Regions from separate parts of the Gossypium hirsutum genome. Here all the other regions are linked to region 3. The links are chromatin contacts, called in public Hi-C maps. All regions are on one chromosome and are shown on one strand. Each heading gives the region's core, a stretch centred on a gene start, on an enhancer-like site or on the middle of the called end of the contact. The rest is flanking DNA. Distances are from core to core; before and after follow the strand shown.

Region 1 (4,567 bases), core at 2,057-4,556, 620 kb before region 3:
ATTAGTCATCTACATAATATGTTCTTACATTCCCCACAATAGGTAATGTGGGCTAAGCCCCTAAAAAAATTAAATATTTTCATTAGACCCTTCAAACTTTTAAAAATTTTAATTAACCTCCTAAAACTTGGAATCTCTCATTAAACTTTTTAAAAATTTTAACTAGATGCTTTTAATATTTTATTCACTCGTTAAGCTTTTAAAAATTTGAAAATTTTTAATTAGACTTACAAATTTTAAATTTTTTTTTGAACATTCTCATTAAATCCTCCAAATATTTTAAAAATTTTAATTAAGCCCCCAAATCTTAAAATCAAGATCCAACCCTGCCCCTAAATCATCAAACTTCATAATCATGTGTTAGGCCATTAAAGTACCCTCCTCCGATCTCTCGTCTCTTTTTCGCAAATGATCTTATCCTTTTTTTTAAGGCTACTTTAGAACAAGCCAAAGTGATTTTTGATATTATCCAAGAGGTTTTTTTTTTCCTGGACACAGAGTGAATGCTAGAAAGTACCAAATTTATTGTTCCCCAAACATGACCGAGTGTAGGGAAATGCAAATTAGGTCCAAGTTGGGGTTCAAAGTAGTGGAGGATGTAGAGAAATATCTTGGGATACCCTTATTTCACTCCTTATTTCACTAAAGGGTAACCAAGCAGACATATCGGTTAATGATGGATGAAGTTGATAAATGGTTTAATGGGTAGGATGGTGGAGTTACCTTGGCGAGGTCGATCCTCTTAGTTATTCCCAATTATTTCATGCAGTTGCCTTGAATTCCGGTGGACATCTGTTGAGAAATTGCAAAGATAATAAGGAATTTTGTTAAAAGGTTGTACAAATGAGCATCGAAAGATTCAGCTAGTTGGTTGGGAAACTTGTTGACAGCTCGCAAACTTAGGGAACAAAATGTAGCTAAAATTAGGCTTTAATAGGAATGCTTTTTGGGTTCAAGTTTTGAAAAAGTATAAACTGGGCACAGGGTGTCCTGATGATAGTGTATAGATCTCTTTCTTTACGACAACATTGATTGGCTACGAGATGGGTGGTGTCAAATTTGCTTGGGAGTCTGGCTTTCCACATGTTGGCAATCGGCATGTTAATCAGCGCTGGATGAAGGAGGTGTGTAATAGTGAACGGTAAGCTGGATTATCCCATATATTTAGAGATGCTAATAAGGTTAGCAAACATGTACTGAAGCATTATCAGGAAAAAAGATTATCCCATATATTTGCACTACTCCTCCATATCTGTAAATTTATATCAATGGTTACTCAGAATGATTGAGTTAAGTCTTTTATCTTCAAAAGTTTTGGTGCTTACTTAATCCCTCCCAAAATTTTCGCTCTTTTTACTTTTTTTAATGGATAGTGGGATTCCTTTATTATGATTGAAATCATTCTTCAAAATTTTATAAAATTGAGATCTGATTTACTAATAAAGCTGTTTAGAACTTAAAAAAAAAAAGATAATAATAAAAAATCTCAACTATATGTTGATGGTCTTAACCTCCGAGTTAGGTGAAAAATGAGATGTGCAGCAAAGACAAAGTGGAAGCTAACCTGAAAAGATTCAACTGGTTTTAGTTTAATATAGTAAAACTGAAAGTTGCCTTTGCTTCACCCTTCAACCAAACATCATTCCACGCTTCTTCTGCTAATTTTATTTGTCTATAGAAACAGATACCCATAGAATAAGTTTGAAATAAAAGCAGGCCCCAGCATATATTCCCTAAATCTTGGATTATTGCTTATTTTAATCAGGATTACTGCCTTAAAACAAAAGCTAGCGAGGGAGACAAAACATGAAACGGCCACAGCATGTTTTCTTTATAATTGCCTTCTTTTCATCATAGTTTTTTTTTGGGGGGGGGGGCGTAGATGATGAACATTGTTGTTTGCTCATAATTCATATAAATATCATCTTGTAGCTAGCACAGGCAACCAGTTATGATTTAATTAATTAACTCTATATATATTGTTAGTGGAAAATAATGTAGTTGCATGGAGGAGGTTAGTAGTAGGATTTTGACATGATACAAGGTTTTTGTATTTTAAAGACACACAGAATCTAATCCAATCATATCATTATAACTATCAACCAAATGTCAAAAAGGGTTACAATACTTAAAATAAAAAATAAAAAAATCTCATATTAGTTCACTTTTTAAAAAGTTCTCTGCTTTTTTTTTATTAAATATCAAGTATTTATTTATTTTGTTTCATCTTCCCTTTAAACTTGTTTTTTTTATATTAATAACTTATTTAAGGCTAAGTTAAAAATTAAAAGTTTGTTTTATTTATATAAAAGTAATTAGAATATTTTTTTTCACTTTATTTATTCCTTGTATATTTTTCTCTACTTCTCATGCAATTTTTATTAAAATTAATATAAAAAAATATGTACAATAAAAAACTCGGGATCATGAGCAAAATTAGGAAAGTCTCTTTTTACATTTTTAATTATATACTCCTACTAATATATTTTTCTTTCTTTTATTAATTTAGCTCATATTTTTTTTATAAACTACCAAGTTTATTAAATTATTAATGAGTTTATATTTTGGTCACTTAACTTCAAAAAGCTAAAATTGATTACTGAAATTTTCAAAAGTTTTGGTTTAAGTCATTAAATTATTTGGAAGATTTTATTCAAGTCACCGGATTATTAAGTATTTTTCTTTTTAAAAGTCTAACTAGTAAGTTTCAAGCGATAGTTCCACAATCGATACGGTGGATCAATACGCTCGACAAGTATAATAACATACATTAACTCTAAGTTAATTTGACAGTCAATGTTGAAAATTAGAGAAGAAAACTGTTTGAATTTTGCTTCACAAATTAGCAACATTAAAAATTGTTTCATGAAAAAAAATTAAACTATAAAAGAGAAAGGGAATGAGATGTTTCGATTGGTGTAGACAATGTGATAAAAAAAAAGTCATATAACAACAATTTTAATAGCCTAACAACTTAAATGATCAAAATATAAATTTACCTTAAATTTAATTTATCAATTTCTTTTCAATTCAATTGAAGTCCACACAAACGCTATGAAGATTAATAATTATTTCTCAATTAAATTTTAAATCAGAAATTTAAATAATAATATAAATAGATAATGCACCACTATCAAGAAACTAACTAAACACTAAAGAAATTATGCTTTAATGAATTAAAAAATGGATTAAAGCTAGCTAAAGTCCCATTACCTTACTGTGGATCACATGGCCATGATACCCATGGAAACAGCAGACACAATCTCGTAATTATCTCAAAGTCCAAGGGCAATATCTCTTATCCTTGACCTTATAATACCTCCCTCCGCCCTAAACTTTTAACTCACAAGTAAATTTTATTTTTTCTCACGCCACCGAAGACTTCCTTCTTCTACTGCACTTTTTTTCTTTCTCTCACTTTCTCGGAAAGTATTCTCTTTTCCTTTTAACGTTCCTTGCTCATTTTCTGTCACTTCCTTGGGAAAAGAATGTATCACGGAATGGGAAAATGCCAGAAAATTCGTCAGATAGTTCGGATCCGACAAATGCTGAAGCAGTGGCGAAGGAATGCCCGGATAACGGCCAACAACAACAATAACGGACACGCGCCGTCAGATGTTCCTGCTGGACACGTGGCGGTCTGCGTGGGCACCAGTCTCAGGAGATTTATCGTACGCGCGACGTACCTTAACCACCCCATGTTCAGAAAACTCCTGGTACAAACTGAAGAGGAGTACGGTTTCAACAACGTTGGACCGTTAACCATCCCATGCGACGAGTCGTTGTTCGAGGAGATTCTCCGAGCCGTATCCCGATCCGACTCGGGCCGGTTCTCCACATTCGAGGTTCTTCAGAGATGCTGCCAAGTCGGCATGAAGAATAAACTCGGGGGTTTAGGCGAATCTCGACCGTTGCTTCATGGGGTCGCCGATAAATCAGTGTACTAAAAGCTAATGCAAGCATATAATAAAAACGACAGATCCTCCTTGGTTGACTCAACCAGAGTTGGAAGCGCTAACAGTTTTACTGAGTTGATTAGGTTTCATTATGATTTATTAGAGTGATTAGTGGGTAATTTTGAAGTTCTTTTCCTTACAATGATTATGAAGGAGATGGCAAAGAGGGATTGTTTTTACCGAGTCATCCCGAGTGGAAAAGAGTGACGAAGCTTAAGCATAATTTATTTATTATTTCCATATTGTAAATCCAATGACTTTGAGTTATTATTTTTTGAAATTTTAGAGATATTATATATAATTTGTTTTTTTTTAATTTTTATTTTTTTGTGAGAGAATATAATATAAATTGTAATTTATATGAGCATTGCAATTTTTTTTAAAATTTTTTTTATAGTTTCACTTATATAAAGCTACAAGGTATACATTATAATTGCAAATGATGGGTTGAACCTTTTAGCATTGCAATTTTAGATACCCACAATGCAATTATCATTAAAAGAGGTTAAGAGAATAATACTTTAAAATGGAACCACAATGCTTAAGAATAAATAATTTTTGATTCAATTAAAATAAATTTATAATTAGTAAGAATATACAAAATTTATCAA
Region 2 (4,498 bases), core at 982-3,481, 700 kb before region 3:
ATGCAGAAGCAGTCACCTCCACAGCCCCAACAACAGAATGGGAACACAACTGCAAAAACCGAGTTGAATCAGTAGCTTGGTCTCTGGGAAGCTTTGAAAACCCATGATACCCCCGTTTCTCTTCACCTCGGGTATTCATTAGTTTTCAACGTCCCGACTTCGGAGGATTTCAACCTGCATCAGATATTCTCCATCTTTAGATGATGGGACGAAGTAAAAACATACATCAGCTTGAATAATCATAATATCGGTTATAATCAAATCTTTTTAATTTATTTATTTATGATAGATAAATCATTTTGGAATGTAAGCATTAAGTTGACATACAGGATTTGTTTCATTAACATTACAAGAGTTGATCTTTAACTCTTCTGTTATATTCTTTTTTTTATTTAATTCTCTTCTCATTTCAGTAAAAGAGTTTGGGCATTTCATTTGAGCGACTCTGGTTTTTTTCTTTTGCAGTTTGTTCTATCAATTGATTTTCGATGTACTTTGGGTATTTGCACAAGTTGAGTTTTATTGCACCAAAATGTAGCAAAACCAAACTTGTGAACTGAGAGAGAAAGAAAGCTAGTGTTTTCATCCCATGTATGTGTTTAATCATTCACTAAGCAGGCAGTGTGATAAGATTGGGACTTGGAAGCAATTAATCTGAAATCTTTCTTTTTAAAATATCAGATCAGCAAAAACTTTTATCACAGAAGAGCTTTCTTTGGCATATTCAGAGCATAGTTTCTTGTTCATTTGTAAAAAGTTTGAAACTTACAGAACATTTGGTTGGCTGGCATGAATAGCGAACCCATTCTGGGTTTATTCCAAGGGGAATAATTATTCCATAATTTGGTTTAATAAATTCCTTATTCAGCCGATTTAGAATTTATATCTCATTACCGACAATAACGAATTACTATTCTTCATTCTTACTAAAGAATGGCTGTTCCGCACAACAGCGAATAGCATTTATATATATTTAAAATTTTACCCTCATCATTTCAAGTTAAACCAAGACAACTTTTGTTAAATTTGATTTGGTTTTTTCAATATCATTCTCACTACAGAGGCAATAAAACAACTTTTTCGGTTTTTTCTATTTAAGATTAGCACTAAGGATTTTAAGCCTTTAAATTTTAGGAGTTCACAACAATTAAGAAAACCAAAATGAAGACTTGGAGCGATGGAAGACCACAAAAAATGCAACGGAAGCTGAAGATTATTTTTGTAATCAAAGTTTATTGTTATTTTGTTTTTTGAAAAATCCAGTAGAAAATAAAAAAAGAAGTTACAAGAAATCTGTGATGAAATTCCATAAAGCCTTGACGATGGTTGATAGTGACAATGAGATCAGTTGCCACGATGATGAGTTAAGAATGGAAACATTCTGAACAAATCAAAGTTGGTCAATTAAATTAAATTAAAAAAAAAACCAGGTAGAACTCCAAAAAAAGAAGAAAGAGATAAAAGTAATATTAAAATAAAAATTTTATACTTTTATAAGTAGGATTTTAATAATATTTCTAAATTTTTAAATATGATTTTTAGATTTATTTTTGAAAATTAAATAAATTATTGGTAAATAATGTTATTATTATTTAATGTAAAAGGTGAAATTATTCATTTTCAAATAGTATGTTTTGACATAATATTTATAAATTTATTAAGAAATGAATAATATATTATACTATTAAGTATATTTATAATATATATTACTAAATTGTAATATTTAAATTTTCTACATATATTATTTTTATGAATTATATCAATTTTAATAATAATAGAATAATAAAAATATTATTATTTAATTTAAGGATCATAATATCGTTGAACACTTATTACTTTTCTCTTTCTTACTATCAATCTAGCCAGCTTAATACTATTACTTGTTTATTCTATTCAATCAACTAAACAATATAATATCTATTATTTTTATATTCTATTTCTACACATAATTAATACATTCCTAATTTATTCTATTTTATTAAACCAAACATGGCGATTGGATGGTAGAGTGGCTTAAGAGGTTAGACTCAAGTTCATGGTATGGCTTTAAATCTTTCTAATAATATTATCCTTTCCCTTTTAGATGAAACGACGCCGTTTGCTTTTTACTCTCCACCAAAACACGGCCTCGTTTTCGTCCTCACTCTCCTCATGAAAACGGCATCGTTTGCTTCTCAGGATAACAACGACATCGTTTTGTTTCTCACCGTCCGCGTAGTAAAGGCGCGGCACTTTTGCCCTGTGAATATGTGGTTACCCACGTTATGTACACTTACAACAACAATCCCACTGAACATAAACCCTAATCAGGAGCCACTCCTCGTTACTGGAAACAGAGCTTTAATCACTGCAGGAGATTGACAGGGAACTGAGTGCCCTCACCCAGCGAACTCGCCATCGATGGATGACTGTCCGAAAGATATCTGTGCGGTTACAGACTCTTCGACGGAAGGGGTCCCGGCTTCACAGCCGCCTTTGGACCCGAATGGAACTACTCAACGTTCACCGGAAGAGTTAGTAGCTCGAGCCATTGCACCTGTAAAGCGAGAGTTTCTTCGACCTCCACCATCCTCTAGAACCACCCAAAACAACCCCGCCTCTGACACCAACGTCAAGCAACCTCAGGCAAACGTTGTCCAGGAAAAGAAATCGAAGCGGCAACTCAAACGAGAGCGTCGTCAGGTCCCAATTTTCTTAACCTGATCTGTTTCCCTTTACAAAAGCAATTGTTATTTGCCGGCAGGGAAAAAAATCTTTTTTTTTTGTTGTTGTTGTTGTTGTAGTAGTGGAATGTAAATTGAAAAGTGATCGTTGAAGATTTGTTTTTCTCCTTCAGGAGCAAAATTCTCCTTTGAATCTATGTCCTGAGATAGCAAAGACGGGAGATGTCAATGCATGTTCTTATAAAGATAAATGTCGTTTCAGCCATGACATTGAAGCCTTTATGGCTCAGGTATTTGAATACCCATTTCCTGACTTTATAATTTGATCAAATCTTGCTAATTGGGTTTTTTTAATAGTTTTTTTTTTGTATGTAGAAACCGGCTGATCTAGAGGGTGACTGCCCATTTATAAAAGCTGATGCACCCTGCCCTTATGGTTTAGCCTGTAGATTTGCAGGCACGCATAAGGATAATGCTCCCATTGCTACTTCTAATTTATTGAAGAAAAGCTCTGAAGTCAATGGACTAAGCAAAGATGTTCAGAAGCTTTTGTGGAAAAACAAAATGCGCTTTACTAAAGCGGATGCTGTAGTTAAATCTCTTGGACTGGCGGTACAATGAAATAATTCTTTTATTGGTCCTTATTTCTTGCATTTCTGTTCATTCCATCTTGTTTTATAATCATTATGGTTTATTGTTAGTAACTTGTTATCAACGCGATAATTCAGGGGCCCAACTGGAAAGTAAAGAAGCTGGTAGATAAGGAGGAAGACGAAGTTGGTTTAGATGGTTCTCATGCTGCTGATGAGACCAATTGCAAAAAGGTGCTTGATGATTCAGTTGACTGTTCTGAGTGTCCTTCAACATTTCCAGCAGCAGTTAATGCTGAGGAGGCATGTGAAACTGATGAGTTGAGACCCTTGAAGAAGGCCAAGTTACTGGTTGATGAAAAGTGCTCTGATGAAGGGGAAGGTGATAGACTTCTTGTGGATTTTTTATTCTTTACTAATTTTTGAACTGATTAATCTAGTCTGTAACTCAGTTGTGTAAATTGACAGATGCAACTGTTTTGGAGAATGATAATGAAAAAAATTCTGCTGAAACTGAACTGGCAGATAATGTACTTGCAGAACCTGATAGGAGCCCCAAGATATGTAATTTGAAAGATGCGACTGTTCTTGAGAAGTATAATGAAAAAAAATCTGCTGAAACTGAACTGGCTGATGATGTACATGCAGAACCTGATAAGAGCCTCAAGATACACCCTCGTGAAAAGATGCTTATTGATTTTAGAGAGAAGTTGTATCTTGCTCCTCTAACCACAGTTGGGAATCTTCCTTTTCGTAGGGTTTGCAAAACACTGGGAGCAGATGTGACATGCGGTGAAATGGCAATGTGCACCAACCTTTTGCAGGTATGCATATCACAACTGCCTAGTGATTTTTGGATCAGGGGCAAACTGCTACTTTTTCCTTCCAATAAGTGTCAGAAATTGAAATAATGGGCTGCGGTTAGCCAGTTAAAGTATACCCAAGGGAACGAATAGGCATAATTTTTTTTCTCAGCAAGGCATCCCAAATAAGAAACTAGTGATGTCTTGCATTAACTGGTTTGCTATTAGAATATACATCTTGATTGGAAGCTAACAGTTAGTAGTTGAACTTCTTTTTGGCTAGCTCTTCTGGTGGCCCTTTCTTGTTTTTTACATTTGTTATTACTATAAAAGTGCTTTCTGTGCTTCATATGTTTCTCCGTGGCGCTTATCCTGTGGCAACAGGGTCAAGCTTCAGAATGGGCTCTGCTGAGGCGACATTCATCCGAGGATTTGTTTGGAG
Region 3 (4,643 bases), core at 2,120-4,619:
TGACTTGGGTCACACGGCTGACCACATGCCCGTGTGCCCTTCAAAGTGGCCACACATGCCCATGTGCCAAGCCGTGTACTAGGCCGTGCCAATCCTGTAGGGTATACTGACTTATGCAACACAACCAAGTCACATGCCCGTGTGCTAGGCCGTGTGCCATTTAGGGGGTATATTGACTTGTGCCACACGCCCAGTCACACATCTGTGTGTGAGGCCGTGTGGAGCATATTAACTTCAATTTAATTTAAACACCAGGGGACACACGCCATGTAATATGACCGTGTGTCGCACACGGCTGAAACACACGCCCGTGTCCATACCCGTATGGACAAAAATAGTCCATTTGCATGGCCAATTTGCCACCCTTTTTCATGATCACTTAAACAACCAAAATGGTACCAATTCATCATACAATAGGCAGCCAAAATCATCATTATTATACACTATTCATATCATATCCATATCAACAAAATCAATACTCAAGTCAATGCCAATTACCTATTCAAACACTTATATCATCAAGCATTAATTCACAAGCACATAACTTCTCAAATTAATAACTTCAATCACACCATATAGATCATTTACCAAACTCAAAATATAACCATTTGAGCAACTATGAAACCGTAACCACATTTATACCAAAACATACCAAAACATATACATTTATAAGCCATTTCAATTGGCCAAACACATATTAATATTATCGTCTTTTACAAGCCAACTCTCATGGCTAAATTCAGAACCAAAATACCACAACTAGCCTATACATGCGATATACCATATATACATAACTCAAAAGTACCAACTTAGGTGTTTGATAGTGCGATGATGTTCCTGACGACTCCCGGATCCGAGCTAGCTTTGATAGACCTTAAAACATAGACAATTAACACAAAGTAAGCTTCGTAGCTTAGTAAGTTCGTAAGTGAATAGCTCAATTCATCAAATAAATGTAATTCAAACATTTATACATTACCAAATCAAAATCACATTAATCAAAAACCTTTCTCATGTCTCAAAACATGATCAAATACCATCTCATTGAACTTTTTCAATGTAATAATCGAATAGGTTCTGTATGTACCTGTATCACTTCGCACTAACCTCTTTCTTAACCACATCATTTGTTTACCCGTTGAACCATTCAGAATAGAAGTAGGATACTCAAGGATCACACTCGATAAGTTGCTAAACCATGGCCTGTAGCCAAATCAAGGTAACTTATCCCTGAGTACCTATACCATGGCCCGTAGCCAAATCAAGGTAACTCCTCTCTGAAATACCTATACCATGGCCCGTAGCCAAATCAAGGTATCATTCGCACTCGAAATGCCGCTATCATGGCCCGAAGCCAACACAATAACCTAATGACATGTCACTAGCATCCTAAACTATTCCTAAGGTTCAACCGGAAAGTTTCACTCGTCATTTTTATCATCGAACATCTCCGTAAAGACGTATTCACAATTCAAACATTATCTGTAATCTCATAATCATAGTTTATGTAATATCAAACCATTTAACATTCATTTATAATGAAATTACCACATACGAACTTACCTCAGGTATGAAAACGACAGAACGAGTCAATTACTCGATAATCTTGCCTTTCCCCCGATCTAATTCTGGATTCCTCTTTTCTTGATCTCAATCAAGCTATAAATGTGTCGAATGGAAAACCTAATCCCTTGGTCCTCTTCTTCTCTAATTTCGGTTCAAAAAGATGATAATGAAGCCAAATTTTTATTTTGTTTTGTTTATTATAAGTTAATAAACTAATTTACCTTTTTAACCTTAGTAATAAACATATAAAATTATATAATGGATGTCCATTGATGTCAATTAACATTTAAAATGGTCTAATTACCATTTAAGGCCTTCATAATTAAAAGCCAAGGCCAATTAACACTTTTAACTAATAGCATGCAACTTTTGCATTTTACGCGATTTAGTCTTTTTTTCTCAATTTGAGCTATTAAACAATAAAATTAGCTCACAAAATTTTCACACAGACATACAATCATGCTGTAAACACATATAATAATATTAAAATAATTTTTCGACATCAGATTTGTGGTCCCGAAATTACTATTCTTATTTGACTCAAAAATGGGTTGTTACAGGTATTCTAGCTTATGCAAAATCAATTACTATGGCAAGCTGAAGAGGGCATCAGTAGAATGATCAGGGAAGTAATCGGACTTGCTAGAAATTGCCGTCTAAAGGGTGGTGCAAGCTGAATACGGATGGGGTTAAGCATCTATTGAAAGGAAGTGCCTCAACTAGCGGGTTGTTTCGAGACCACAAAGGTAAATGGATTATTGGGTATAGTAGAAATATAGGTATATGTTCTATAGTTGATGCAGAACTTTAGGTTATTATGGATGGTGTGGATATAGCATGGAGGAGAGGTATAAAGCAACTCATGGTGGAGAGTGACAATCTACTTGCAACAAATATGATTAACAATCAAACAAAATAGGTTGGGTCGAGCTTTGTGCGAATCATCAGAGAACAATTAGCAAGGGAATGACATATAAAGGTATTGTATACTCCATGCTCAACAAATATGATTGCAGACTCTATGACAGTTTTAGTAAAAAATGATCATGTTAATTTGAAAATTTATAAATACCCACCCAAATAAATTGCTCTAGAAGTGATACAAGAAAACGCTGGTGACTAATACAAAATTTATTATGATTAATTGTATTTAGCTTTTTTATTTAAAAAAATACCTGGACAAATATGCGAAACTAAAATTTGAGGACTGACTATAAATAACTATTAATTGTCACATAAAATTATATAAGCTAGAGTCAGCAACAGTAGTTCCCTAAAAATTCCGTAACGATGCAAAAGATAATTCTAAGAAAAAAAACCTTAGTGCTTTCGATACCTTTTTTATCCAAAACCAAGAATGGGATGTGCACTAAAAAAAACCTCAAAAGAAAACCTTAGAATAGAATACTGTATAAATGCAAGTGTATAGCCAGCTAGCACCGCATGGGACGGACTGTAGTTCCGTACTTGACACGAATATTTTGTTTAGTCCATCCGTGACAGCTTAGTTTGGACCGAATCCACTCATTACATCAATTATGTTTGATAAAAAAAAAATTACTTCAACATGTTACGGTCAATATTACAAACAGATCTTGCATCACTGACGACGTTGCCGGATATTCCCCAAGTACGGCCCGAGGAGAGAGAGCTAGTGGCTGGTCTACTGCATCATTGGCTCCAATCAAATGAGCCAACCCATGTGACCCTTTGGTGCAGTGGGTCCTCCCAAGGCCAAAATGGTAGCCAATTTGCGTCTTTGATCATCTCCCTTCTCTATAAATAAGAATCCATTATCAGCCTCTTAGCTCCAAGAAACCTGAAAGAATTCACAAGTTACTGCTGCAACCTTAAATTTCAGTATCTATATCTCCTTGTATTTCCCTTTCATTATTTCGAATTATGGGTGTTCGTCTACCGTCCATGATTTCCAGCGCCAAGCAAATCCTCAAGCTGCAGTCTCGTATTACAAGAGACAAACCAGATGTTCCGAAAGGTCACATTGCAGTTTATGTGGGGGAGACGCAAAGAAAAAGGTTCGTGGTTCCAATATCTGTGTTGAACCATCCTTCGTTCAACGACTTGCTTAAGCGAGCGGAGGAAGAGTTCGGGTTCAATCATCCCATGGGTGGTCTAACAATTCCTTGCAGAGAAGATGCCTTCCTAAATCTCACTTCTCGATTGCAGGCCTAATAAGAGATGCAAAGGGCCACTCCTTCACAATTTTGATTCCTCTTTTTTTTTTTTCTTTCTCCATTTGTGAAAGAGAAAAAAAAAGGAGCTGAAAACCAATGTAATGTACAGAAGCAGAGAAAGTTATCAACAAAATTAGTTCTTTGATCTCAACAACATCCTTTCTAATTTTTAATATTGTCAATTATGGGATGACTTTAACCGAGAAAGTAATAGTTTTTTTGTTGATACACTTTTAAGTGGACAAACTAAAGCGGAAACCAAGTGTTTTAAGGATGCTCTTCAAGTTCTGTTAAATTTATAAATTTGATAAAACATTTTAAAGTTAAGAAACTGTTATATATACAAGGACTGATTGTAAATGGTCTCCAAGGAGGACTCTTCTATCTCTGCAAACAGAGATAGATGAAGCTAGGGTGACGAAGAAGGTTCAGATTAGGGACAGCTCCATATCTGAGGATGTGATAATGGAAATAAATTGGTTCAAGGATCTCATGCTGGTAAGTCGGGACTTCTCCGCCGTATGGAAATGGGTTACAGAGCCTTGCACTCCAACATCCAATCTATGTTTGAAACCATTCAATTGATTGATATGGAAAATGATTACGTTTTAGTAAAAAGTTTTGAATTATTAGATTATTGTACCGCTAAAAGGGTCCTTAGGTTATCAATGGACATTATTTGACAGTCCTAACCATGGACTAAAACTTCTCAGCAAAAGAGATCTTTTCTTCTTCTACAATGCTGAGATCAAGATTTCATGGCTTCAAGTAAAATAATATGATGAAGTCCTTATTCGGGAAATTGCAAAGTCGTTGGGAAGGTTCTCAAAATTGATTATTCTACATACTTGGTTTTGGCTGCCGATTCAAGAAATTGTATTA

Evidence for each region. Hi-C and Micro-C count contacts between places; a contact is called where the count stands out from the background.
Region 1: a Hi-C map of leaf shows a contact between it and region 3, with 2.2 times the contacts expected there. The contact joins the promoter of LOC107903712 here to the promoter of LOC107893904 in region 3. A contact is called at or near these places in 9 of 34 Hi-C or Micro-C datasets (callus, hypocotyl, leaf and 1 more).
Region 2: a contact with region 3 is called in a Hi-C map of leaf, with 5 times the contacts expected there. The contact joins the promoter of LOC107903715 here to the promoter of LOC107893904 in region 3. A contact is called at or near these places in 4 of 34 Hi-C or Micro-C datasets (all in leaf).

The regions. Positions count from the first base shown.
Region 1 is chrA13:43,462,007-43,466,573 of Gossypium_hirsutum_v2.1, reverse strand. It overlaps LOC107903712 (auxin-induced protein 6B), which reads left to right and starts at 3,306. Exons shown (of 1, transcript XM_016829857.2): 1 at 3,306-4,250. The coding sequence starts at 3,489. The coding sequence ends at 3,947.
Region 2 is chrA13:43,538,856-43,543,353 of Gossypium_hirsutum_v2.1, reverse strand. LOC107903715 (tRNA-dihydrouridine(47) synthase [NAD(P)(+)]-like) reads left to right here and starts at 2,231. Exons shown (of 10, transcript XM_041086141.1): 1 at 2,231-2,682; 2 at 2,837-2,953; 3 at 3,039-3,275; 4 at 3,392-3,635; 5 at 3,794-4,077; 6 at 4,441-4,498. The coding sequence starts at 2,401. It overlaps LOC107903717 (bZIP transcription factor 29), which reads left to right. Exons shown (of 5, transcript XM_016829861.2): 5 at 1-439. The coding sequence ends at 75.
Region 3 is chrA13:42,840,078-42,844,720 of Gossypium_hirsutum_v2.1, reverse strand. It overlaps LOC107893904 (auxin-responsive protein SAUR22), which reads left to right and starts at 3,369. Exons shown (of 1, transcript XM_016819048.2): 1 at 3,369-3,912. The coding sequence starts at 3,469. The coding sequence ends at 3,759.